Regions from separate parts of the Mus musculus genome. Here regions 2, 3, 4, 5, 6 and 7 are each linked to region 1. The links are chromatin contacts, called in public HiCAR-type and promoter capture Hi-C maps. All regions are on one chromosome and are shown on one strand. Each heading gives the region's core, a stretch centred on a gene start, on an enhancer-like site or on the middle of the called end of the contact. The rest is flanking DNA. Distances are from core to core; before and after follow the strand shown.

Region 1 (3,613 bases), core at 541-3,040:
GGGGTGAAAGGAACTATAGGGCCGATGGGCCCTATGGGAGTGACTGGGCCCACAGGGGTTATGGCGGTTCCCAGCACTCCCATCCCCACACCTGGAGCGAAGCTGGGAATGAGGCCAGGTGCTTCAGTGGCTAGAGTCTGTAGCCCCTGCTGGATCTGCATTAGCGCTTGCATCGCTCTCGGGTTTGACATGGCCGCGATGGTTTCTGGATTCTGCATCTGCTGCAGGAAATTCGGGAGCTGTGGACGCATCTGCTCCTGCAGCTGAGGATTCGAAGTGAACAGCGGGCTACTCAGCATCATCTGGGCCGCCATATCTGGATTCTGGCTCAGCGACTGCATCATGCTCCGCATGTAGGGCGCAGACAGCATATTCTGAATCAGCTGGGGATTCTCAGTTATCTGCTGCAGCAGGCTCTGCATTCCTGGGGTGCTGAAGATGCTAGCCACGTAATTAGCTGCAGCCATGGTGTTCCCGGCGGTGGTGCTGCTGGAGCTGCTGCCAGAGCCACTGCCACTGCTTGTGGTCGTGGTGGTGGTGGTGGTCGCAGCCGTCTGGGTTGTTGGCGGTGGTGCCCAAGGATTGGGCAGCGGATCACGATTCTCCGTGCGGGAGGGCTGAGTACCTTCCCCTGAGGTGGAACTGCTCCCCACCGTGGCAAACGGGTTGCCCCCAAACTGCTCCTGTGCGGCATTCAGCATAGGTTCTTGAATGTCAGTGTACATGCGCCGCAGAGCATTGTAGCCACCTGGGATGCTTTCGAGATTACTGAGAGCCAGGTCTTGATTTCGCATCATCTCTTGCATCATGGCAGGATTCCTGGCGATTTCCAGCGTCTGCCTCATTATATCTGGGTTGTTCAGTAGGTGGCTGATTTCTGGGTTTCTCTGGATCAATTGTTGCATCTGTGGATTGGCCATGATGAGCTGCCTCATCAGATCAGGATTCGAAAGCATGCTCTGAACAAAGGGATTTTCCATGATCTGGATCATCATCTCAGGGCTGGCCAGGAGCTGCTGCTGCATCTGGTTCTGAAGCTCGGTGAAGTTGGGCGAGTTCAAGCCCAGGTTACTAAGGCTGGAAAGGCTTCCCAGCCCAAAGGAGCTGCTATTCGTGGTGGTAGGTGTGGAGCTACTCCTGGGAGCCGATGATGTCGTCGCCGCCGGCGCCGCCGCCGTGGTGGTGGTCGTGGTCGTCGTGCTCGTTCCCGCAGTCGTGCTGGGCTGCGTGGTGGCCTGGCCCTGCGGACGGTTCTGGCTTTTGATAACCAGGTGAACAGTCAGTCCATCATGGATGCCATGCTGCATCAAGGTATCTTGATCTTTCAGGATCTTTCCGGCGAAAATCAGCACGAGCTGATCGGTCTGCGATTTGAAGCGTTTGGAAATCGCTTCCTTGAACTGCTGCACGGTGCTGTTCTCGGGCACCGCGAACTCCTCCTTCTCTTTGGGGGTCTTCACAGTGACTTTGATGATTTTGGGCTCGGCCGGCGGGCTGGCCGCGCCTGGGGCCGCCGCAGGGCCGCGGGAGGGGCGCGGGGGGCCGCTGCTCTCGCCGTTCTCAGCCATGGCGGCCGCGGTGACGCAGGCTCACAGGGAAGGCGCTGGCGAGCGAAGAGGGCGCGAGGGAAGGAGGTGCCGCAGCAGCGGACTGGGGCGGCCCGGCGGGCAGCGCGGATCACAGTACCTCAGAGTTGAAGGCTGCGGCTCCTCCCGGTCGTCGGCTGCGCACTCGGCTCGGCGTAGGCCTCGGCTGAGGGCTGAGAGAGCAGGTCCTGCAGGCCGTCTCCGCTGCCGCCGCCTTGTGATCTGCCCGCGCGCACTCCCAGCGACTCCTGCAGCTGCGGCGCCCGCGCTCCCGCCCCGCCCCGCCCCGCCCCGCCCCCGGCCGCGCCCCGCCCCCTGCTGACGCGGCGCCAGCCCAGCGAGCGTCTCGCGGCCGAGCGCAAAACTCCTGCCCTGCAGAGGAGGGGGGGCGGAGGGAGGGAGAGGGAGAGGGAGGGAGAAATAAACAAAGAGAGGGGGGAAGAGAAGGAAAAGGAAGGAGGCTGGAGAGAAAAGCCAGGGGACCAAGGCGAGGCGGGCGAGGCGAGGGGGGAAGGGAGGAGGCCAGGAGGAGGAAGAGGGAGGCAGCTTCTTTAGCAGCCACTGAAAGACCAATGGAGAATGTGGGTTCGCAATCTGGGAGGCAGTGAAAGGATGAAAGCCTGAATTGAACCGATCCCAGGCAAAGGACGAAAAATGAATAGTAAAGAACTCTGACAAAGCAAAAAGGGAGAATGAGCGCCCGGTTGGGGGAAGGGAAGGCATGGCGGGAGCGAGCATTTTACAAAAGAAGCCGAGAAACGGCCAACAGGCTTCTGAAAAGATGAGGCTCGCTCCTAATCAAAGGGATTCAAATAAACACAATGAGATTTTTCCTTCGGGTTTATCATATTGGCAGCGATAAAAAAAAAAAAAAGAACGTTAAACCTTGTTGACCAGGAGCCGAGAAAATGCACTCTCATGCTAGTCGTAGTATGAATTGTTGTAATGGGGCAGTTTGAAAATACAAATGGACATTTTAAGGATTTGCACCTTTGTTTAGAAAGACCTAATAATCAATTCGAAAAGTATATATAAACAACGTGGCATTTTAAAAAATAGCGTTTAGCTAGTTAAATGGGTCTGTGACAGGAATACTATGATTTTGCCATACAATAAAATAATCCCTGTGTCTAAAAGATGGTGGCTAATTCATGTAGTATTACATGTCTCTAAAAAATACATTAAATGCACTGTAGTTAGGAGAAAATAATAGACGATATTTGGGGTTATTTTTTATGGTTTTCTTAACAAATGGAAACAATACATGTGTGTAGGTGTCAGCATCAAAAAGCTTGTAGACTGTATGTGTGAAAAAAATCTGAAAGGCTATACTCCATTATGATAAAGGTAATTATTAGTAAGAGCTGAAATTGTAAATAATTCTTATTTTCTATTTTTATAAGATTGTGAATTTGATGAATAAATATGCATTGCGTTTATGATTTTTAAAAACTACAAATATTATTTTCAGACAAGAGTAAAGGTAAAAATTGACAGGCACACAATAGTCGTGGCAGAAATTAACATAATCATTATGGATTAAATAAAGAAAACAAAAAATGGAGTATTACTGTTATAGAAAACCTGAATTATAGAAGAAATTATTCTGAAATCATTTATTTCTCTTGCTTTGAACACAGAAAATCCTTTTCCCATACAAAAACCTAGAGATGATTTAACAGCATTTCAAAATCATTACGTCACAGTACCTTAATAAATCTCAGTGTAAAACAAAATACAGGGCCATTATACCCATGACTAGTACAAAAATCATTATATATGCAAGAGCTCATATAGATATAATGTACAATGAAAAGTATACTTGCTTTAAATACATATCAAAACATAATTAACTGACACACATCAAATGTAAATATCTATGGTATTTAAAACATATGTACATATGTATATAAAATATTCTATTAGCTAGAAGGGCTGGGCTGCTGCTCACTGATGGAGCACATGCGTACTGTGTGTGAAGAGACCCTGGGTTCAATTCCTAGTACTGAAAGAAAAATTAACAGAAA
Region 2 (3,613 bases), core at 349-2,848, 2.0 Mb after region 1:
AGTAACCGAGCCAGGACTCAACACAGCTGGTGAGAGTGCAGGAGTTAAGTGGAGAAAGTCCACCCACCCTTCAGGATTTCTTTCACTTGGAAAGAACAGCAAGAACGTTCTGCTATCTGCTCTGCCCTGCCTTCCAAACGCCTCCCCCAGACCCCTACCTTCTTTGGCCCTGAAGTCAGTGACAACTTCTTTCCGGGTTTCATGTAAATATCTGAAAGCTTTCGGGAAGCTTATTTAATCCCTCACTGAACCCCCTCTCTTCACTGCCCTCTTGCTTCCCAGGACTCTCAGCTCCCTTTATTATGACGCAAACCGCGGCATAAAGGATGAGGCTGGGAAGAGGGAAGCTGAGGGAGAGACCAGAGACCCTGTCTAGCCCCCCAAAATAGGAAGAAGCAGAGATGCGGAAATCCCTGAAGGTCTCCGCAGGTTATTCCGAATTACGCCCCCCCACCCCACCCCCCAAAGCCTTCGGGAACAAGACAAACAAGACTAGGCACCCAACTCAAATCACAGTCCTGGGATCGCGTTGGGAGAGTTTAAATGATCCTTTTCGTCATTCTCAGTATCATTCCCTCCCGAGCAGTAAGGAGTCTCATTCTGCTCCAAAATGAAATAAACCGCAATTTCGTCCTCCACTCCAAAGCTGACAGGGAGCTCATCTCCCCCCCTGACACTGAAAAGGATCTCTTCGAAGCCCCAGGAAACCCACTAGAATCTCCTCGCCGCCGCGAAACTAAGCGAAGAATTTGTTTTCCCCTCCACAGCTCCAAATGGCAGGCATTGCCTTGCAATCCCCTCCGACCGCCGAGGGTTCGGCTGGACCCCTCACCTGACAGACGTCTCGTCTTAAATTAGAACGCAGCTTGCTTGCAGCCCCCAAAACTTACGAGGAGCTCTCTACGCCTCCCCACACACACACTGACAGGAACCTTTTTTATGCCCCAAACCTGATAAAAAATGTCCACGGTCCCAAACGCTACAGAGCTCTCTTCATGCCCGAGGCTGCAGGGGGCAAGTCCTCAGGGAACAGAGCTCAGCCCCAGAGACTCGCCTGCCGCTGGGCTCGCTCCGGGGCAACCCAGCTCTGCGCTAAGCACAGGCTGGCCGGGCAGTTCCGGCCCGAGGCGGCGCGCGCTGAATGCTGGGATTGCCGCTGCCAAACTGTGAAGCTGACTTGCCTTCTCCTAGAAACCACATGCCGCGTCACGCAGTGCCCGGGCTCTGACGGGGCTTTCGGGCAGTGTCCACCTCAGCCCTCCCACCGTCTGGCCCTCAGAGCCTTCTAGAGACCGAGGTCTCAGCCGGGGCTGGGGGTCGGGGTCGGGGCCGCCGGGCGCACTGGCAAGTGGCTTTGTCGCTGCCCCCTTCGCGAGACAGGCTTGCGGCGGCTGGAGAAAGACCGCCGGAGAGGTCGCCGGGAGAAGCCACTCTCGGGGGGTTGTAGGAGATTCAAAGCAATCAATAAAGTTTATTCAAAATCGCGAGGCAGTTGAGGCGGAGAGGGGTGGAGAGATATGGTAAACAGCTACCATATTGAGAGTGGCGGCGTTCTGGGAAAGAGACGAGCCCGCCGCCATCTTACGAGGCTCGGGCACGGGAGGTGAAGGTGGAGCCCGGCACGTCAAGCCGGCGGCTCTTGCGTGACGTCATGGGGCGGGGCGACACCTTGAGGGAGCCTAGGATGTTGCGCCTCGTCTAGGTGGCCCAATGGCGCATAAGACCTTGAGCTGATAGGCGGAGGAGCCGCCATCTTAGGCGAGGCGGTAGTTTGGCTCCATTTTGAGTGGGGCCTGGAGCGTAAGTCTTCCGTAACCCCGGGTAAACACGGAGTTGGAAAAAAAAAAGCCAAACCCGCACCTTCCTCCGCCCGCCCCCCTAGCACTCGCCGCCCCTCGCTAGTCTCCTCCTCCGAGAGGAGGTGAGGTCCGTGGCTCCGGGCGGCAGAAGTGTTACATAGGGCTGCGGGGGCGGGTTTCAGCCTTGGGGGATAGGCTCCTGTCCATTGAGCCCTGATAGTGGACGAGGTCCTTTTCCCACGGTTGGAGTTATCATTTAATCTTTCACTCTGTGAGAGGAAAAAAACTGCGATTATCACCAAATGAAGAAACAGGTTTAGAGAAGGAAAGTGATCTGAGAGCCTGGGAATTAAAAAAAACAAAATAAAACAAAAAAACCTCTTTCCCCCAGCAGGCTCTTCCCAGGGTCTCTGTCATGAACCATGCAGGTTCAATTCCATGAGAAGCAAAAATCAGTTCACGGCTTTCCATATATCTGTACCAGGATTTTCTGACTGCTTTAAGGTGGCACTGTTTGATTTTGTTTTTTCTTCAGACATTAATGAAATATCCCTAGTTCTCTTGCTGTATCACTTTCTTGCAGGATCTCATTACTTTATAGAATAAACTGTATTAAAAGTTGTTTTCTGGAACTGGAGAGATGGCTCAGAGGTTAGAAGCACTGGCTGCTCTTCCAGAGGACCTAGTTCAATTCCCAACACCCACATGGCAGCTCACAGCTGTCTGTAACAGGGGGCCTGGCACCCTCACATAAGACACACATGCAGGTAAAACACCAAAGCACATAACATAAAAATAAAGAAATTTTAGAAAAAAATATTTTCTTACCAAAAGAGGAAGAGTGGCGTGGAAAAAAAGAATATGTGTAAAACAGTTTTCTGGCAAACATATACAGGGACAAAAGTGTCCTTGTCAGAGAAAAATAATTTCCCTCTTCTTGTTTCCTCATTTCTCCTTTCCTTTCCACCTCAGCCTCGGCTTCTTGAGTGCTGTGATTATTATCTGGTGGAGAACTCTTTAAAAACCATCTGAGAGAATGGGGCAAGAGAGTGACAACTTTAACAAGAAAGGAAAAAGGGAGGAAAGAAAATGAAGAGTAAAATAAGCTAAGCCTCATGGGCTGCTTGCTGTTGTAAGCTATGCTGCAGGGAGTCTAAGAGGATATATAAAGATTTGCTAAGGCCCTCAATACAGCTCAGTTGGTAGGATATTGCTTAGCATCCACAAACCCCCAGTGTTCAATTCTCAGAACTGCATAAGCCTTGGGTGGTAGCCCATGTACTCAGGAGGTCCCAAAGTTCAAAGTCATCCTTATTTACAAAAGTTCTAGGCCAGCCTGGGATACATGAAATCACAGCTCAAAAACAAAGTTTAATACTACTGTATACAAAAATAAGGTTCATGAACAATGGTGGCATAGGCCTTTAATCCCAGCAGTCTGGAGGAAGAGGCAGGCAGTTATCTGTGAGTCCAAGGCCACCCTGGTGTACAGAGGGAGTTCCAGGACAGCCAGGGCTGAACACAGAGAAATCCTGTCTCGAAAAAACAAAAAAACAAAAACAACGACAAAAATTGAGGTGCACAAATGCATGGAGGCGCATGGGGAGTCATACTGTAAGAAGTTAAATCAAGAGCTATTATAGTACAAAATGCAAGAGTTTAGATTTTATCTTTTAAGGAATAAGAAACTACTGAAAATTTTAAAATGGGGGAGGGACCACAACTGCCTGAGAGTATATATGGGAACCACATGTGTGCAGGACTGTATAAAGGTAAGAAGAGGGTTCTGGATCCCACAGAACTAAAGTTAGAGG
Region 3 (3,613 bases), core at 688-3,187, 1.8 Mb before region 1:
GGAGAAGAATGGGAACGAGAGCTACCTCGTCAGAGGCCTATCATCTACGGACCTCCAGAAAGCGAAGAGTTACAGGAAACTGTAATGAGTAAGCATATTCTCCGAGGGGCGGGGGGAGGGGGCTTCTGGGAACTGAAATATCCTGGACATATGCTTTAAGACTGAGTGAGCTCTGCTGCATCCTGACCTGTGGCACCGCATTTGGTTTTAAAACATACATACCTGGGACACACTTAAGTCACCAAACCGCCCGCTTACCCTATAATTCCTACTGGAAGAGAAAGGCTAGCCAGGAGATACCACTTTTCAGATTAGACCCTTTTATCTCTTGAGTTTTCACCAAACTGAAAAAGACTATGTCTAGAGAGAGAAGTCACGGAGTTTAGTAATAGATCGCTGTAAGGAAAAGAATATTGTTCTAATAGTCATAAAGTATATGTCAATTAAGCTTTGGGAAAGTATGGTTTGAAGGGATTAACGGATCGAACGTGTAGAGGAAGGGAGAGCAGACATAATAACGGTCCATAGTCAGAGGTTTTATATTCAAGATGGGATTAGGGAGCTCGAAAGATGACTCAGAAGTTAAGAGCACTGGACGCTCTTCCAGAGGACAAAGGTTTGATTTCCAGCACCCTCGTGGCAGCTCTCAATTGTCTGTAACTTCTGTTCCAGGGGATCTTTCAATGTCCTCCCCTGGCTTTTATGAATAGCAGGCACACAAGCAGTGAACAGACATATAGACAAAAAAAATTTAAATAGTAATTTTTCAAAACAGGATGAACAGGGTGTAAATCAGTTATGGTTTGGAGTTCATGAAGGCAGCACTAGGGCTGAGGGAGCAGACAGGTGACGTCACAATTCAGTCTGACAAGCTAAAGTGGGACTGAGCCCCTAGGCGCTGGGGCAATAACTCAAGGGCGGCTGGGCATGCCCTAGTGTATCATAGGTAGGAGAGGCAAGGCAGCAGAGGAAGAGGGCTCGATGGGTAATGGGTAGTTATGCTGTGCTATGAGGGGTGACTACGAACTTTACAGCTCTTGACTGGAAAAGCAAATCTTTGAAGCAAAATTAATTCCCCCAAACTTCTTTTTGCCTGTTGGAGGAAAATAAATGGTTAGCTATTTGCTCTCAAGTTTTTCTGGGACTGAAAAGAGCTGAAAAGATGAGTCCTGGCACTGTACAGGCAAATCACTCCGGAGGTTCAGGGGACACATACATGTCTGTTAAGTTCAGCAATTTTGTAGTGTCCATGGCCTAACCCACCCACCCCCTGCCCCCAGCCTCCTAAACCTAGAGTAATCAACAGGCCAAATATAGTCAACCAGTATATTTCAAAATAACTGTTTTGGGTGTTTCCCCATAAAAAGGTAAATGAGTTGGTGACTACATTCCATGTTATATTCATTCAGATGGTGCCCTGTAAGTGCATACAAGTATGATCTGTCAAAAACAAAAACAAAATGAGATGCATGAAAGTGACCTTAATTAGAAGTATAAATTGTGGTGGCACACGCCTTTAATCCCCAGCACTCAGGGAGGCAGGGATAAGTAGATCTCTGCTTGGTCTACAGAGCAAGTTCCAGGGCAGCCAGGGCTACACAGAGAAACCCTGTCTCAAAATAACCACGAAAAGTCTACATTTTAAGTCCTTCACAGGCACATAGGTTAGTGTGAACTTGTGAGGGGATGATGTGAGGGGTAGGGAAGCTCTGTTACAGAGATGGACTTGGAAGTACACCTTCAAGGACAGGGACAGTCAGTGCTCTGGAGATCAGTCACTAGGCACCCGTGCAAACTTCTTTTGTTAAATTGGGAAAACACTTCAGCTTGGCTCTCCTTTTGACGCAGGCGCAGAAGCCCACTGGGGGGGGCGGAGCTTGCGCCCACGTGGCGGAGGGGCGGAGTGGGGCGGAGCAAGTCTCGCGAGGCCGCGCCCTTGGTCGCGCGGTCTCCAGCGCGCCGTTTTAGCTGGCTGCCTGGCGGCAGGGGACTCTGTGCTTTAGCAGAGGGACGTGTTTTCGCGCTTGCTTGGTCATGGAGGCGCGGTCCAAGCTGCTGGACGGGACCACGGCGTCCCGTCGCTGGACCCGAAAGCTGGTGTTGCTCCTGCCGCCGCTGCTGCTGTTCCTGTTGCGGACCGAATCTCTGCAAGGCTTGGAGAGTGATGAACGGTTCCGGACCCGCGAAAATGAGTGCCACTTCTACGCTGGTGGACAAGTGTACCCCGGGGAGGCGTCCCGGGTTTCAGTCGCGGATCACTCCCTGCATCTAAGCAAAGCCAAGAGTAGGTGGTGCCTTGCGAGTTTGGGTGGAGGAGGTAGAACTCGAGGAATCTTAGACCCTAATTGTGGATGCTACAAAAGGGTGGGGCTGGAGTTGGGCCGCACCCCCCCCCCAAGGCTGCCTGGGAGTTCTCGGTCCACCCCATGCCTTTGTGGGTGTGAGGTTGGAGGTGGGTTCCTGGTGTGAAGAAAGAAATGGGTTTCTCTGAACAGATTTCGGGAGAGGTAGCGGTTACCCCCAAAGCCGCAGATGGGGGTGTTTCTAGACCCGGGCTTACAGTCGTGGAGGATGTTGTGCAAACTAAAATACTTCCTTACATATTCGAAAGTGCCTGCAGCCGTCCTATCTCTTTTTTCCAGGGAAGAAAGTACATTGATAAGTTGAATAATGATTCACAGAAAGTTTGGTTAAACAGAAAAGTGGTTAAACAAAATGGTCAGGAGGTCAAACTTTTTTTCTCTTAGCTTATAAAGATTGTTATTGAGAGTCATCTCCCCAAACTTTGTAGAGTTAATAGATGTTTATTTAAAAAAAAAAAAACAAGTCTTATGGAGTATTTTGGAGGGAAACTGGGGAAGAGGCGGAAGAGGCACAGTTGGGTTGGTGGTAAATCTTGTGTACTGCCAATTGGGCTTTTCATTATTTGTCTTTCTGTCTAGTGTTTGAAGCTAGTGGCCACTCTCAGAAAAAGACACGTCAGACTAAGAAGATAGTGAGAAAATTGAGGCCTGCTGCATCTGGATATTAAGATTGCCAAAAAAGTGATCAGGGGACACAGACACAGACCATATATTATTTGCTTTTCCCTAACCCACTTTTCCTAGGGATTATTTGGCATTCTGTGAGTGTGTGTTTGAGTTTTGGTGGTTGTGGCACATTCTGTGCTAGTATTCAGTGAAACAATAGTTATACTTAACATTTTGGGGTCAATTTTTTGGACATGGGGACTGGACAGATCTGACAAAATGGCTTCAAATTCTGTAGTCCTCCTCCTTCAGCTTGCAGAGTGCTGGATTCCAATTGTGCTCTACCACATCTGGCTACTTCACAGTTATGAACCTCTAAAGATAATGGGATGTTGCTACCACAAGCCATAAATGAAAAAGCCAAGCCGATTTGCCTCCGTAAACATTTGTAGTTTCATAGTACAAGTTAACTACTTTGGAATTGGAAGATAGATTTGCTTTAAAAATATTTCTAAGTTTCATTGACTACACTTGCATGAGGAAGATATTCTGAAATGTGCTTACTCAAATACACTTCCTGTTAGAAACAAAAACATTCCAAAGGAGATTTTTGTATTCATAAAAGGGGATATTGTAGAACAATT
Region 4 (3,613 bases), core at 556-3,055, 1.8 Mb before region 1:
TGACTTTCAACCTGTCTTCAAATAGTGTAATAAGGCTTGGGTGCTGGTGGGTAGGGAGATAACACACCTTGTTCAACTGACAGCAAGGGTCCTAGAAAAAGTAAAGGCAGACCAAGGACAGAATTAGTGAGACCCATGTCAAAGTCAGGCTCACCAATAGTGGGATGGCTTCTGAATCCAAAGCAAGTGCCATTCTCTTGGAACCAGGCAAGCTGGAAAAAACAAAACAAAACAAAACAAAACAAAAACAAAAAAAACAACAACAAAAAAAAACCTTGCATACTGTGGGACAGCCAGACATGACTGGCAGCCTAAAGACCATGCTCCTTAACTGTGCCAGTTGGAAATTAGATCTACCAAAATGGCCTATGTGGTCCAAGGGTGCACTTTCATTACAAGGCCTTGCTGCTTATCAAAGGCATGTTCTAAACTGGGCACGAGAAAATACATCTGTAAATCCCAGCACTAGAAAAGTTGAAACCTGACAGACTTGACATGGGTCCGAGGCCTGCTAGTATTACCTGGTTTCTTGGCTAGAGATCTCAAAGCAATAAATAAATATACAGATAAGAGCTGGAAGTGGTGGCTCAAGCTCTTCAGGCCAGCACTGGAGAAGCATAGGACGGTAGATATATGGTGAGTTCGAGGCCAGTCTGGTTGATGATATAGATAAAGAAAGAGATAGATATCGATATATATAGATAGCCAACTTTAGGCCAGCCAAGGTTACACAGTAAATTCTATCTCAAAAACAAACAGGATGTTGATATGTGTTTAATCCCAGCACTGGGGAGGCAGAGGCAGGCAGATCTCTGATTTTGAGATGAGTTGGGTCTACATACAGTGAATTCCAGGAGAGCCAAAGATTCACAGAGAAACCCTGTCTCAGAAAAAAAAAAAAAAGAGTAAATTAACAAACAAGGGGTTGGAGAGTTGGCTCAGTGGTTAAGAGCACTTGTTGCAAAAAGACCTGATTCCCAGCACCCAGATGGAGGCTCACCACCTTCTCAAGCACCAGGCAGGCATGTGGGACACAGACACACATGCAAGAGAAATGTTCATACATAAAATAATAAAAAATAGATCTAAATAAAATTAAACCAAACAGATGAATCAGCTTAAGAGAGCCAAATGGTCTCTACAGTCTTTACAAGTATGATAACATACTTAAGACAGATTCCAAGTGTGTCATGCACTTAACCCCCAAAATGTTTTTTTTTTTTTTAAGAGAAAAGTGCTCGCAAGGCAAGGCAGAACTGAAAGTACTGGCTTTTGAAAAAAGGGGCTACACCAAGATTCCAGCCACACCCCTGGTGAGCAAAAGGATAGGAATTTCAAGGGAACACCCAACGTCTTCCCTTTTAAAAGTGTCAGCTGTCGCTAAAGTAGGGTGGTGGCATTTTTCCAGGGTAGGCCGGAGGACGGGGTCTGGCACTGGGTGCCTTTTCCTCCCAAGCCAAATATCCACCACCCCCATCCCACCCGCGGCTTCTTCCGCCCCGCTAGGCTCCGAGCCTCAAAGGGGAAGGCGTGGGCACTCCGGGGCAGCGCCCTTCCACGCCCTGCCACCTACCGTATCGCTGCCCGCTTCATGGCACTCCACTGCCTACCCACGGGTGGACAACCAAGGTCCTCCCGGGTAGAGACAAACCGGTAGCAGAAGAGCGTGAGCGTGAGGACACCTCCAAACACCGGCAACCGCGCCGGACTGAATCTTGGTTCCCACCTTCTAGGTGACGCCACAAGAGGGCCCGGGATAGGGAGGGCCTCACTGCAGGAAGGGCGGGGCTGCGCTGCCCGGGGTAGGGCTGTGCCGCCAGGGGGCGGGACTTCTGCGTAGAGAATGGCGGGTCCTGCTATTTGATTGGTCTGCAGCTGGAGACTGGAGACCGAGACAATGGAATTTCCCACTCAATCAGCTAGGTGGGGTCGGAGACTTATTTATAAGCAGGGCTCTTCCCTCCATTGTTAAGTAAATGAACCACTCAGCAAAGCACCTCGTTCCTCCACCTTGGTAGAACTCTTTTATTTTTGACACTTGAACCTTTACTCCCAGTCTGTAGTTCTTGCCCTTGGCATCATATGAGCAGCTTTTCAAAATATGGGTACCCTGCTTATTTTCCCAGAAGTAGGAAGACTGAGGCAAGAGAATTGCTACCACTTAGAGGCCAACCAGGGCTGAAGTGAGGTTTAGGCCGTAAGAAATAGTGTCCCTGTTTTTATTTGACGTTTTGGTTTTTAAAAAGATGAAGCTTAGTAAGAAAAATTAAGTTGAAGAGAATTTCAAGGGAGGCCCATTCTTGTTATCCAAGCAACCCAGGAAGCTGAGTCTGGGAGATCACAAATTCAAGACCTGCCTGATTACAAAGTTCTAGGCCAACCTGTGCAGTTTACTGCGCTCCAATCTCAAAATGAAAGGTTAAAAAAAAAAAGGATTGAGGGATAGAGCTAAGTGGCAGAGTGTGTATGCCTAGCATGCCAGAGTCCCTGGGTTCAAGTCCCAATTCCAAAAAAGGAGAAAAAGGACAGAAGAAAGGAAGTTTTCAGAATTAGGCATGATGGCACATTCCTAGACTCATCAATTATGAGAAGGTCTAATTTACCTCCGAGGAATTCCCTCACTCAGACACATGGCCAGGTGCTGAGTCACAATCTACTAATTATACAAGTTTACTTAAGTGACCCTTCATGAGACTCCAAAGCATTTTCTTAGAAAATAAGTCCTGAGCAATGAACCCCATAGACTCCACTGAAGATAATATCTAAAGTGAGAAATGTCTCACTACTTAGCTAATATTAGTTCTAAAGTCAGGAAAGCCCTATTAAAATCAGCCACCTAGCATTCATGTGTGTCTCTAGCTTAGTCCTTTAACCAGGCTAGAAAGATTAGTTAGCACACTTGTTCTTGCAGGGGAGCAGGGTTCCGTTCCCAGTACCCATGTGCCAGCTCCAACCACTTTCAGGAGGATCAGTTGGCCTCCTCTGGCCTCTGCAGGTACCAGGCCATACACATAGTATACATACATACATACATGCAAGCAAGCAAAGACTAATACACATAAAAATAAATGTGTTGTATTATTCTTTTAATGTCTTAGCAACCCCTATGTCTCATCGTTGTTCTTGTTGCCATTGTAAGACATTTAAGATGTATCACCGTTTGGAAAGCATGGATAGAAGGCAAAGTAAGTCACAAAGCCAGATAGAAAACATGTAACTGTGGAGAAAACATGCAACAATTATGCCATGATGAAATTCACTGTCCTTACACAAGTGATCTGCCAACTCACCATTTTCTTACTTGTGTTCCACATATAATGAAAAATGTAAAATGCCTAATGATAGATTAACGAATGCATTTTCACTGTCTTCACTACAAGTAGAACATTGAACTAGCTAAATGTTATACTATGTTACAGTTCACCCATGAAGTATGAATGAAAAGTATTAATAAACATAATCCCTTCTGCTAATAGAGATTCTGGATATCTGATTTAAATAAAGAATTTTCCTGGGAGTTTATGTCATCGGCTTTCAAGCTAATTTATGCTATGGTTTCATAGACTAGAGAAACTGTGTTTCTAAAATTGGCTCATTTCCTGTATTATATAGC
Region 5 (3,613 bases), core at 447-2,946, 1.7 Mb before region 1:
CACTGGGTATGACCAGGAATAGGCAAACCCAACTGTTCCCAAACATGTTGGTCTCAAGTTTTCTTACCTTTAAAAATGATAGAAAACTCCGGGCGTGGTGGCACACGCCTTTAATCCCAGCACTCGGGAGGCACAGGCAGGCAGATTTCTGAGTTCAAGGCCAGCCTGGTCTACAGAGTGAGTTCCAGGACAGCCAAGGCTATACAGAGGAACCGTGTCTCAAAAACAACAACAACAAAAAATGATAGAAAACAACACAGAGCCAGACATCCCTGTAATCATTAGAGTAATGATATCGTGACATGTTCAGTAGGTTTAGAATTATTTCAAAATAAAAAGTTAAAGGAGCCAGGGCTACACAGAGAAACCCTGTCTCGAAAACAAACAAACAAAGTTAAAGGAAACAAAAGAAGTGCATGGACTGGAGCAAGTAAGGACAACAACAGCTTTCAATAGCAAAGAAAGCTGAGAGACGGTCAGATATAAGTGTGTAGAAAGAAAACTTCCAGACCTCAAAATCTATAAGCAGTGAAATCAACTCTTCAATAATGTAAGATGGCATACATCATTAAAGCGAATTATCAAGTGTTTCTCTCCTTCAGAAGGAAAGTCCACAAGGAAGAACAGATATTTAAGAAGGAAAGCGGGAGGAGTAAGAAAGAAAATGTTGCCAGGTGGTGGGGGGCAGAGGCAGGAGGATCTCTGAGTTCCAGGCCAGCCTGGTGTACAGAGTTCCAAGACAGACAAGGCTACTCAGAGAAATCTTGTCTCAAAAAATAAATACATAAATGGAAGGAAGGAAGGAAGGAAGGAAGGAAGGAAGGAAGGAAGGAAGGAAAGATAACATTTTAAATTTAGCCATTGCAACACTGGTTCTCAACCTTCGTTATAATGCAACCATTTAATACAGTTTCTCATGTTGTGGATTACTCTCAACCATAAAATTATTTTGTTTCTACTTTTTAACTGTAATTTTGCTGCTGTTATATTGTTATGAATTGTAATGTAAATGTCTGATATACAGGCTATGTGATATATGACCCCAAAGGGGTTGTGACCTACAGGTTGAGAACCACTAAGCTAGAAGGAAAGCAATCGAGGGATCCTAAGAACTGACCTTAGAACATACAAGAATAGCAGGCTGTGGTGAACATGTTTAATCCTAACACTGGGCAGACTGAGGCAGGCAGATCTATGTGATTTGTGAATTCTAGGACAGCCTGTTGTGACATAGTGAGTTCCAGGATAGTCAAGACTACATAGAGAGACCCTGTCTCAAAATTAAAACAAGATTCAAACCCACACCTTTCTTTAGTCATGAAAATGGTGACATCACCACATCTCAATGAACTGCCTGTGGAAAATTACTAGAGAGGAAAGGAAATTATGCCTCCAGACGACACTTTGAGAATGGCTGCTGCTCTCATCTTTCTGTCATACCCTAAAGCTGGGCTTCCTGAGTTTGCTTTTCTCGGCAATGTCGGGGTCACAGAGGCAATCCACATGTTCTATTTAGGAAGGTTACCAGGGGACAAGCTGGCATTCATATGCTTCCGGCAAGGATCCGCAAGGCGCCGCTAGAGGACATGAGGCTAGAAAGGCAGCAGCGCGCCTCGCCCTACCCCGCCCTCCGGGTTTGCGCCATGGGTGTCACGAGAGAGCCCGGAAGAGGGCAGTGTCTGGAACAGAGGGCGGTGCTTCGGCGGGCTTTCATCCTTACTGGTCGCGATCTCTCCGGCTCCCCGTCCAGGGAGGAGCTTCTGCGGACTTAAAAGGCACCGTCTTGCCACTTCTTAGCTGCGCAGTTTCCCCGAAGTAAGTTTGCCAGTTTTCTGTCTTATACTGAGGTTCGCCGGGTCATGGTGCCAGCCTGACTGAGAAGAGGACGCTCCCGGGAAACGAATGAGGAACCACCTCCTCCTGCTGTTCAAGTACAGGGGCCTGGTGCGCAAAGGGAAGAAAAGCAAAAGACGAAAATGGCTAAATTTAAGATCCGTCCAGCCACTGCCTCTGACTGCAGTGACATCCTGCGACTGATCAAGGTAGGTAAAAGTCCGGGCTCTCCCTAGGGCAGAGGGTAGGGGAGGCTCTGTTGACCGGGGAAATCCTCATCTGCAGTTCTGAGACGCAGCCAGGCCAGTAAATTCCGCCTTCTTGGCCTGCCAACCCCAGCCCGGGTCAGGCTCGGCTGTTCGGCGCCAGGCAGGACTCAGTCACCGCTCTACCCTGCCTGCCCCATTTCTCTTCCCGTGAGCTGGCTAGGCTGGCCAGGAGTTTCATTGTCCTTTTCTTTATATGTCGTCCCCAGGAACTGGCTAAATATGAATACATGGAAGATCAAGTCATTTTAACTGAGAAAGGTAACAAGGCGTGGCGGGGGAGGGGGAGGGGCGGGTAATATCTGTTTCCTGGCACCTCCAAAGGTCAACTCTCACTGTCTCTGCCTCCCCTGTCTTACAGATCTCCAAGAGGATGGCTTTGGAGAACACCCCTTCTACCACTGCCTGGTTGCAGAAGTGCCTAAAGAGCACTGGACCCCTGAAGGTAACCCCTGATCCCTGTCGAGAAGCCAGAGAGAACTAATGTTATATCAAACCCGTAGAGCCTACTGGGCAGAACCCGTGACTACGCGGGCAGAGGTTACTGAGGAGCTGGCTGGAAATAACAACCAGCCAGTGTGCAAATGACTGAGGAAAAAAAATATATGTGTAGTGTACTTTCTAATAGGGCGGGTTATGAGAGAGCTGTTTGAGCAAGTATCAAAGTTCTGTAGAAACCCGGAAAAGTTAGTTATAATGTCATTTGTTGTAATTCCGTTTCATAAAATGGTTTTTGTTTGACCCTAACCTAACTTTTTTTTTTTTTGTAATTGTGTTAAATCACATTTTTTTCTTTAATTTGTCCCAATCTTCAGGTTACAGTCTCTAGCTTCGCCATGTACATGGCCCTTCTGTGTACATGGATGGGCGGGGAGGTAACTAAAAGACCCTTTACACAATAAAGTAGATGATCATGATAAATGAGGTAAGGTCCTATTATCGCACACTTAAAACACAGTAGATCAGAAATTTATTTTCGCTTCCTGTCTGTCTGCAAAGAAATACAAAATGGCTAGAAAATTTAATTTGCAACCATTGCCTCTAATTTGCAACCTTTGCCTCCATTTGAAATTGAATTGACACTCCTTATGAGGTAGTCAGTTGTTAATTATTATTTTTAGTTATGTATTGACACCTTTTTTTTTTTTTTTTTTTTTTTTTTTTGCTGGCCCTTGTTGACTGGTCAGGAGACGGCTAAAAGGGGAAGTTGTTTGGGTGGGTGCTTTCTTGAGTTTTCTTCTGATGTTTGTTCCTTAGGCTCGAAGATAATCAGAACACGTAAGGGATGAACTAAGTTTTAGAAGTATGTGGGTGTTATGTAACACCTGTTTCTGGTTACTGCTATTTCTCCTGCCTTAAAGAGTGGGGGAAGTAAATTGAAAATTTATATGTGGGAGGGCAAGTTCTGAAAGTAAACATGGTTCTTTTGGTCTGGTCTTCTGACCTTAAGGAAGCAAGAGTTGGTAAACTGCAAGTATTTCCTCTTCTACACTGCTGTGTAAACCCAACTTTTG
Region 6 (3,613 bases), core at 725-3,224, 1.7 Mb after region 1:
TAAAAACCTTACCAGGCTATAAAGGTAGAATATGGCACAAAAACATTTATCTACCAATACAGTTTCACATTAAAAAGGCACCCAAACTTTCTGAGGCAAATTTTCTACAAGGTAAGCATTACTACCCTCATTATATAAACAAACAAAATCTGAAAAGTAATTTGCCCAAGGTCATGAGTTCAATGTGAACTGGAAGCAAACACTAACTTTCTAAATCAGGCTGCTTCCTATGAATTGGAAATGTTGGCAGCATCTCCTCAATCTATGCAACACTGGTGCTAAATAAAAAGTAATTCAAATCATGTTATCTACAAAGGAAACACGTGATAGGGAATTAATTGTCTATAATAGAAGTGATTTGAGGAGAAAGGAAGTAAATTTAAATTTAAAAGGAGCGTGACTGTTTTAGGGGTAAAACTCCTGGAGGAAGGAAAAGGTACTGGGGGTCGACACCTTGCTAGGGGATTCAGCTCCTGGGGGTGGGAGGAAGAGCAGTTAAGAGAGAAATATAAGGATTAAGAAGTGAGACTTAGTTCTTAAATGTTGGTTAGCTGTAACAAAACAAAAAGATATACAGACCAGCAGACTACAGAAACATAGGCGGGAAAGGGGGCGGGTCCCAGAGCTTGTAGCGTGGAAGGGGTTGGAAAGGCAAAGTTTCACCTAGTGGGGGCACGAAGGAGACCACTAAGACTGCAATTATCCGACCACTGACCCGTTTATTGTTCTGCCCAAGTATGGTCTCAAAACATTCAAAGTTGAAGAAATCAGTACGCTGTCCCCGCGTCAGGGATAAACAAGCAAGAGGACCTAGGAAAATGGAAGGTTACTGCTGATCCATCCACAAAGATGGAGTAAATGCAGGGAATAAGATAAGCTCTTTTAACATCTGCGCCAAAAGCACCACGGAAGGACATGGGACAGGGTAGATGATTCAGGCTAGGCTCTAAATTAGGACTACAGAGGAGGAGTGATAGGATTTTTTTTAACTTCTCCCCTTAATAATGCATCCCGATATTCACGTAGCTGAGCGATTTGACAGGGAGACAGAATTTGGGAAAGGGAAGGTACTCTAATGACTCTACAGATTGACCTCTCAAACCTTAGCCCGAAAGCCGCGGGAGCAGGGAAGCAGAGCCCACCTCGGATCAAGAAAAACTAGGGGTTTCATATGGGTCGCTGCAAGGGCTGAGAAGCAGCAAGCGCGCAATAATTATGAGAACAATCTTAGGTGCGTCCCTCTCTCCCACTTTTTAATCTAATCCCCAGCCCACTACCCAATGAACTATGGACTCCCTCCCGCACTTCCCAACCCGCCCACTGCGACGACGAAAACAGAGGCGAAGAGCGATTGGTGGGGCAAAGGCAGGCCCACACGAGGCAGAGGCCGGGGGAAATGGTGTCGCTTTAACCGGTAAGAAACAGGATGGTCTTCAGCTCAGGAAGGATTTACCGGCACCACGACGTTTCGCCATTCGTCATCTCCTTAACGTCTGGTACCTGAGAAGCGTCACAAACGCGGATAGCTAACCCCTTGGTACCGTGTAAGAGCAAGACAGGCAGCCGCCGCCGCCGCCATCTTAACAGGCGGCCCGACCCTAGTCACTGCCCCCCCACCCCCAAGGTATCTCCGCCACCGCCGGCGAATCCCCACGAGGACGTAACCCTGCTCCCGCGAGAACTCACCGGCTAAGAACGGCAGCACCAGAAGACGCTGCTCGCGCCTCCGCAGCTCCTGCACTCAGTAGCCAACCTCGGCCGCCGCCTTCGCGTGATCCCAGGAGAACCTCCACCGGACCAGGAAAAACTGAGCCCAGCCCGTCCCAACCCTCGCTTGCCACCAAACCCCAAATCGCCACCGCTCCGCTCTCACCCCACGCGAAGCGAAAAGCAAATGACGCACAACCTCACGGAGCACTACGGGGCGGAGCCAGCATGCCGCCGCCGGCTCCCGCATGCGCCGTAGGAACTATCGCGATATTACGTTCAGCCTCGCCGAGACCTTCGTAATTCACCGCAGGAGACCGCCCGCGCCTCGCCTTTAGGAAACATGAGATCTCGCGAGACCAGGTGCACGCTCCTAAAAAGGAGAAAGGCGGAGCTTCGTGAAAATGACTGGGAGTTTTTTCGGGGAAAGGGAGGAAGCTCTCGTCCTTTAGGGATCTCGCTTACCACGAGGTTTCCGACCCACTGCGGAGCTTGCTACCAAACCTCGCGATGACACAGCTCAGCGCCAAATCTCGGCCATGTCTTGAAAACTACCTCCGCCCCCGATTTAGGTGTCTGGAGCCTGCCTAGTGCTTAAAAAGTCAACCTGTTTATTCTCACGCTTCCAGCAGGGCTGTACCAATTAGCCAAACTCCATTCCGAAAGCGAAAAGAATGGGTTCCCATTGTTACCTGCCTCGAGGAATAACGTGCTAGTCTTAACTAACGCATAAAAGATGTTCAATTTACAATAAACACACAAATGCAAATGGAAACAATGACACACCAGTTTTTGTGCTCAAAACATGGGGGGAAAAATCTAAAGACCTCTAATATCCATACTTCTTCCTTCGCCGCACTGCAGGCTAACCTGAATCCATCTTTTCACTAAAAGCTCATATCATTAGTTCTACCTCCGGAGTCACCAGTTTTAAATATTGAGGCTTTCCTTACCTTATAACAAAAAAGACCCAATAAAGTGGTTTTCTCCAAACAAAGGCGTCTGCCCTCAAAAGCAAATTCAAGCTTGGGGTGGGGAGAAAGGCGCTTGGAGATTTTAATATGGCAGTTTTTGCATGTCTAACCAACAATGTTTCTCCAATAAATCGGGATCCAGTCTGGCCCGTTTGTGAGCTTTTCCATTCTAATCCATTGTTCTGTCTATTCTAATTTAAACATGCTTCCTTCAGAGTACAGTTTAATTGTACAAGCACCCCCATCTTTAAAAACATTTTCTTGGTTATTCTTAGCCATCCCCCCCTCATAAACTTTAGAATCGTCAAGTTCCAAAAACTTAGTATATTTATTGGAATTGCATCAACTGCTTGAATCAATATAGAAAAATGAATATCGTTACAGAATAGAGGCTTCCTATGCAGAAGCCTGATATTCCTTCTCCATTTATGCAAACGTTCTTCCATTGTATTCCTGAAAGTTTTATAGTTTACTTCCAGATATTTTTATTTTTCTTGAAATTTAGAGTGGGGGGGTTGGTATTAAAATTTCAAAATGTTTATTGCTTATATACAAGACTGTTCATATTTAACTACTGACTTTTGTAATTAGAAAAATGAAAATATGCTCAAACAGCAGTAAAATGAAAGCAACGACATGTGATTTTTTACTGTATAACTGAAAAGATATAAAGATAAGTAACAATTCATGTTGGCATAGCTATGGAAAAATAGGCAATATCGTACTACGTTGGAGAGTGTAAATTATTATGGCCTTTGGGGAAGGAGATTTAGATAAATCTATCAAGATTTGAAATACATACACGTTTTGATTCTGCTATTACTTCTCGAAGAATTTCTCCTACAGGAATACCTTCGTACATGTGCACGAAACATACACAAGCCCATTCATTACTTGCAATAGCCCCCTCTCCCCCAAAGAAAACAAGCTAG
Region 7 (3,613 bases), core at 797-3,296, 1.5 Mb after region 1:
GTAGGAGCCAGATCTCGAGCAATGGGCAGTGTCATGCCCACTATGCCCCCTTTGGATGCAGAGTATGCAGCTTGTCCAACCTGGAAAAAGAGTGGAGAACATATGTGGGAGATCCCCCAAAAGTCATTCAGCTAAGAGCTTCCCTCCTCCGTTCACATACCTGGCCCTCAAAGGCAGCCACACTGGCAGTGTTAATGATAACTCCACGTTGGCCTCCCTGGTCTGGTTCATTCTGGCCCATCTCCCCAGCAACCAGGCGGATCACATTGAAAGTGCCTATAAGATTCACCTGGAGGATGGTAGAACCATGATGTAGGATCTAGGACAGAGGCTGCCTTTTGTTTCCTTACACGCTTTGGGAATATTCACTGCCACACCCCCTTTATCCTCCCCGTGGAGATCTGCCAAGGCCTTACATTGATAACCCGCTGGAAGTCCTCCAAAGTATGGATCTTGTTCTTCTTTTGGTGGTATGTCTTAATGGCCACTGCAATACCTGCACAGTTGACAGCCACATCTATACGGCCAAACTTTTCTTTTGCTAGAGTCAAAGCTGCTTGTATCTCCTTCTCAGAGGTCACCTAGACAGGAAGAGATGAAGGAGAGGTATTTCTTTCCTACCATACACACACCACTAAACCTGGAGAGGAAGACAGACCCAGATCTTGGGTGGGAACAGAACTGTGTGAGCAAAGGGGGGTGGGCAAGAAAGAGTTGTAATAAAACAAATGAAGATGAAAGGGGAAATGGTAGATACTATAGAAGAGTGTTGCAAAACATTTCCCAATCTGTATTCTCTTGATTCATATGCCTCGGGTTATTCTCAGTTAATACAGATCAGGGCACTATAAACACTTCTGGTTTTTTTCTCTTGCAAGTACTGATGACTAAACCCAGGTGCCTCCCACATGCTAGGCAAGAACTCTGCCACCAAGCTGTACTCCAATACGATCAGTTCTGAAAATAACAGGAACATGACCTAGCATTAAAAGAAAAAAAAAATCCCTACCTGCTGAGTTGAAGTTTTTTAACTCTGTAAATGTAAAATGTCTGGGCAAGATATGCATTCCAACTGAACATATCTTCTCCAGGAAATCCTGGTGTGTCCAATCCTCTCATCCCCATAGTGCTGAGCCCGGCTTTAGCTTTCTTACTGCAGGGCTCTCACAGTATCCAAGACTCCAGTCCAAAGCTAAAAGGAAATGAGTCCCGCCCCGCCCCGCTCCCCCCCACCCCACCCCCCACCCCCCACCCCCCCCCCCCCGCCTTCCGTTTATGTGTGTGTGTGTGTGTGTGTGCAGGAATGTTCCTGCCAGGGCACACGTGTGGAGGTCAGAGTTGGATCTTTCCTTATACCATGTGGTTCCCAGGGATCAAACGGGGGTGTCATGGATGGCATCCTGTGCCTTTAACCACTAAGCCATCTGACCGACCCCAGATACCACTCTTACGGAAGGAATCCCCAAGTTTCCTCGTGCACGAGGAGAGTCACGACTCACATTTGCTGGGGCAAATATGCAGCTTTCTCCTAACTTCTTGGCTTGGGCTTCACCCTCTGAGTCAGGTACATCCAGAAGTACAGCTGTGGCCCCTTGTCCCACCAGTCTTTTGGCCGTAGCTAGGCCAAGGCCCGAGGCTCCTCCAGTTACTACCGCGACCAAGCCCTGTGAAAAGGTACTAGGTAAACTGCTATTATCCAGACCACTCCCCACCTTTTCATTTGCCAATTCTAGAGTTCTGCGAAGAAGAAGCGGGGACGGTCAGTGACCTAAATGTGCTTCCTCTCCCCCAGCGACGAAACTTGGGGGGCGGGGGCGTGTCTCATCCCAGGAATGTTTTTTCTGTGACCCCTCACACACAGATGTAGTTGAACATTGCTTGTTCACCGATTGAGCCCAACCACCGCAAAACCACGCGTTCTCCATGCACCGATATCTCCTCTCTTGTTCCTGCCCGCGCAGTCCTAGCCTGCATAAAAACAAAGGTTAGAGGCACAGAGCAGTCTACCTTCACGCTCCGAACTGCCGCAGCCATCTTGCACAAGCCTCGCCACCAGAGGAGGGCTTTTAGTGCCTTTTGCACATGCTCTCGCTGATTGGCCGACGCAGAGCCGCCTACTAGGTGGAGCGGCTGTCGCGGGGGCGGGGAGCAGTTGCGGCAGAGGAGGGTGGGGAAGATAGGGGTGTGGCCTGCTGTCCCGGACCTTGGAAAGGGAAAAGTTTAGATCCCAGGGTTAGGAACCTATCCTTTGTAGAAAAACCTAGCGGCTCCAGCTTGAAATCATTACTCCTTCATCCTGCTCTCTAGCAGATCTTTTGGTAGACAGACAGCTCCACCGGAGAAAGACAGGGCGAAGAAACTGAGTCCCTTCAGAAACTGAATCCCTTTCTCAGGAAAGCTTTCAAGTGTAAATGAAATCGATTCCTATGTGGTACCAGGTCCTGGGCATACACAGGGTGTAATACAAGGTCCATATTTCCAAAGAGGACACGGTTCATTTAGGAAAAGATAAAATTACAGTATAGACAACTAAAGGGACGTAGAGGCTGTTTTTTTTTTTTTTCAGTGATGAAATCAAACCCCGAGGTTAAGCAAGTACTCTACTATAGAGCTACAAACAGCCCAAGTACAGATTCCAGAATGTATAGCTGAGAAGACTAGAAGATTCTGAAATACAGACAGGCAACAGAGAGATAAATAAGTCGAAGCAAGGATAGAGAGCGGCCAGGCAGGATTAGACTTTTATGCAGGGGCAGGGCATGTCACTAGGAACTAGAGATAGGAAGTGGGCCTTATGAAACATGTACTTCTGGAAAGCAAACTCAGAGTCAAGGACATCTCTAATCAGCTCATCCTTTGCTCCGTTTCTATGTTCAATGCCCAGATCACACATTGTAGATTGGACCTCATCTAGAAAATGTTGTTAAAAACTCAGGTCTCTGGTTATCCTAGACTACCTTTCAGTCAATTAGGAACTTGAGGGTGGACATCTAAACTGTCTTCCATCCATATTTTGTCTCAAAGTCTTCAGGTCCACAAATCTGAGCCTACACTTTCTGCCTATAAAACTGCATTATGTCCTTTCTATGTTAAGTATTTTCCCATCTACTTCCCTGTCAAGGAAAACACCCCTCAAGTACTCTTGGTTGCTGATAGCAGTATAAGTATACTGATTGTCACTACTTTATCAAAGGATTTAGCACCAGATTAGAAGTCTTTATTTTTTAACCACCTCCTTCGTGTGTGTGTGTGTGTGTGTGTGTGTGTGTGTGTGTGTGTTTGTATACTGTGTAGGGTCAAAAGGGCAACTATGGGATTTGATTCTCTCCTTCCATCGTGTGGGTTTTGGTAATCAAACAGATCATTAGGCTTGGTGATGACACCTTTACCTACTGAGACATCCTACCAGTCCCAGACCACAATCCAAGTGTCATGTGAAGTGTTCCCAGCAACTTTGACCCTTGTGTTCTGGAGGCAGAAGCAGGATAACTATAGCAAATGTTGAAGCCATGCTGGTTTACATAGCCAATCTTAGGCTAGTCAGAAGTAGACTACATGACAAGACCCTGTCTCAAAGAGGGGGGGGGGGAGGCAGTTCTTCCACTGGGACTGC

The links. Promoter capture Hi-C pulls out the DNA fragments that hold promoters and counts their contacts. HiCAR-type assays count read pairs that join an accessible place to other places.
Region 2: a promoter capture Hi-C map of erythroid cells shows a contact between it and region 1, with 36 times the contacts expected there. The contact joins the promoter of Phf8 here to the promoter of Ubqln2 in region 1. A contact is called at or near these places in 2 of 39 promoter capture datasets (erythroid cells and pre-B cells).
Region 3: a promoter capture Hi-C map of pre-B cells shows a contact between it and region 1. The contact joins the promoter of Prdx4 here to the promoter of Ubqln2 in region 1. A contact is called at or near these places in 3 of 39 promoter capture datasets (cranial neural crest, erythroid cells and pre-B cells).
Region 4: a promoter capture Hi-C map of pre-B cells shows a contact between it and region 1. The contact joins the promoter of Acot9 here to the promoter of Ubqln2 in region 1. A contact is called at or near these places in 3 of 39 promoter capture datasets (cranial neural crest, erythroid cells and pre-B cells).
Region 5: a contact with region 1 is called in a HiCAR-type map of astrocytes, with 2.3 times the contacts expected there. The contact joins the promoter of Sat1 here to the promoter of Ubqln2 in region 1. A contact is called at or near these places in 2 of 39 promoter capture datasets (cranial neural crest and pre-B cells) and 1 of 115 datasets of contacts at active chromatin or transcription factors (astrocytes).
Region 6: a contact with region 1 is called in a promoter capture Hi-C map of pre-B cells, with 7 times the contacts expected there. The contact joins the promoter of Huwe1 here to the promoter of Ubqln2 in region 1. A contact is called at or near these places in 2 of 39 promoter capture datasets (cranial neural crest and pre-B cells).
Region 7: a contact with region 1 is called in a promoter capture Hi-C map of erythroid cells, with 17 times the contacts expected there. The contact joins the promoter of Hsd17b10 here to the promoter of Ubqln2 in region 1. A contact is called at or near these places in 1 of 39 promoter capture datasets (erythroid cells) and 1 of 115 datasets of contacts at active chromatin or transcription factors (astrocytes).

Annotation. Positions count from the first base shown.
Region 1 is chrX:153,496,409-153,500,021 of GRCm38.p6, reverse strand. Ubqln2 (ubiquilin 2) reads right to left here and starts at 1,790. Exons shown (of 1, transcript NM_018798.2): 1 at 1-1,790. The coding sequence starts at 1,568.
Region 2 is chrX:151,518,657-151,522,269 of GRCm38.p6, reverse strand. Phf8 (PHD finger protein 8) reads right to left here and starts at 1,598. Exons shown (of 22, transcript NM_001113354.1): 1 at 833-1,598.
Region 3 is chrX:155,336,784-155,340,396 of GRCm38.p6, reverse strand. Prdx4 (peroxiredoxin 4) reads left to right here and starts at 1,937. Exons shown (of 7, transcript NM_016764.5): 1 at 1,937-2,284. The coding sequence starts at 2,035.
Region 4 is chrX:155,260,635-155,264,247 of GRCm38.p6, reverse strand. Acot9 (acyl-CoA thioesterase 9) reads right to left here and starts at 1,805. Exons shown (of 15, transcript NM_019736.4): 1 at 1,574-1,805. The coding sequence starts at 1,593.
Region 5 is chrX:155,214,532-155,218,144 of GRCm38.p6, reverse strand. It overlaps Sat1 (spermidine/spermine N1-acetyl transferase 1), which reads left to right and starts at 1,696. Exons shown (of 6, transcript NM_009121.4): 1 at 1,696-2,042; 2 at 2,309-2,360; 3 at 2,461-2,544. The coding sequence starts at 1,977.
Region 6 is chrX:151,801,643-151,805,255 of GRCm38.p6, reverse strand. Huwe1 (HECT, UBA and WWE domain containing 1) reads right to left here and starts at 1,974. Exons shown (of 83, transcript NM_021523.4): 1 at 1,687-1,974.
Region 7 is chrX:152,000,329-152,003,941 of GRCm38.p6, reverse strand. Hsd17b10 (hydroxysteroid (17-beta) dehydrogenase 10) reads right to left here and starts at 2,046. Exons shown (of 6, transcript NM_016763.2): 1 at 2,008-2,046; 2 at 1,500-1,664; 3 at 417-581; 4 at 161-289; 5 at 1-80. The coding sequence starts at 2,034.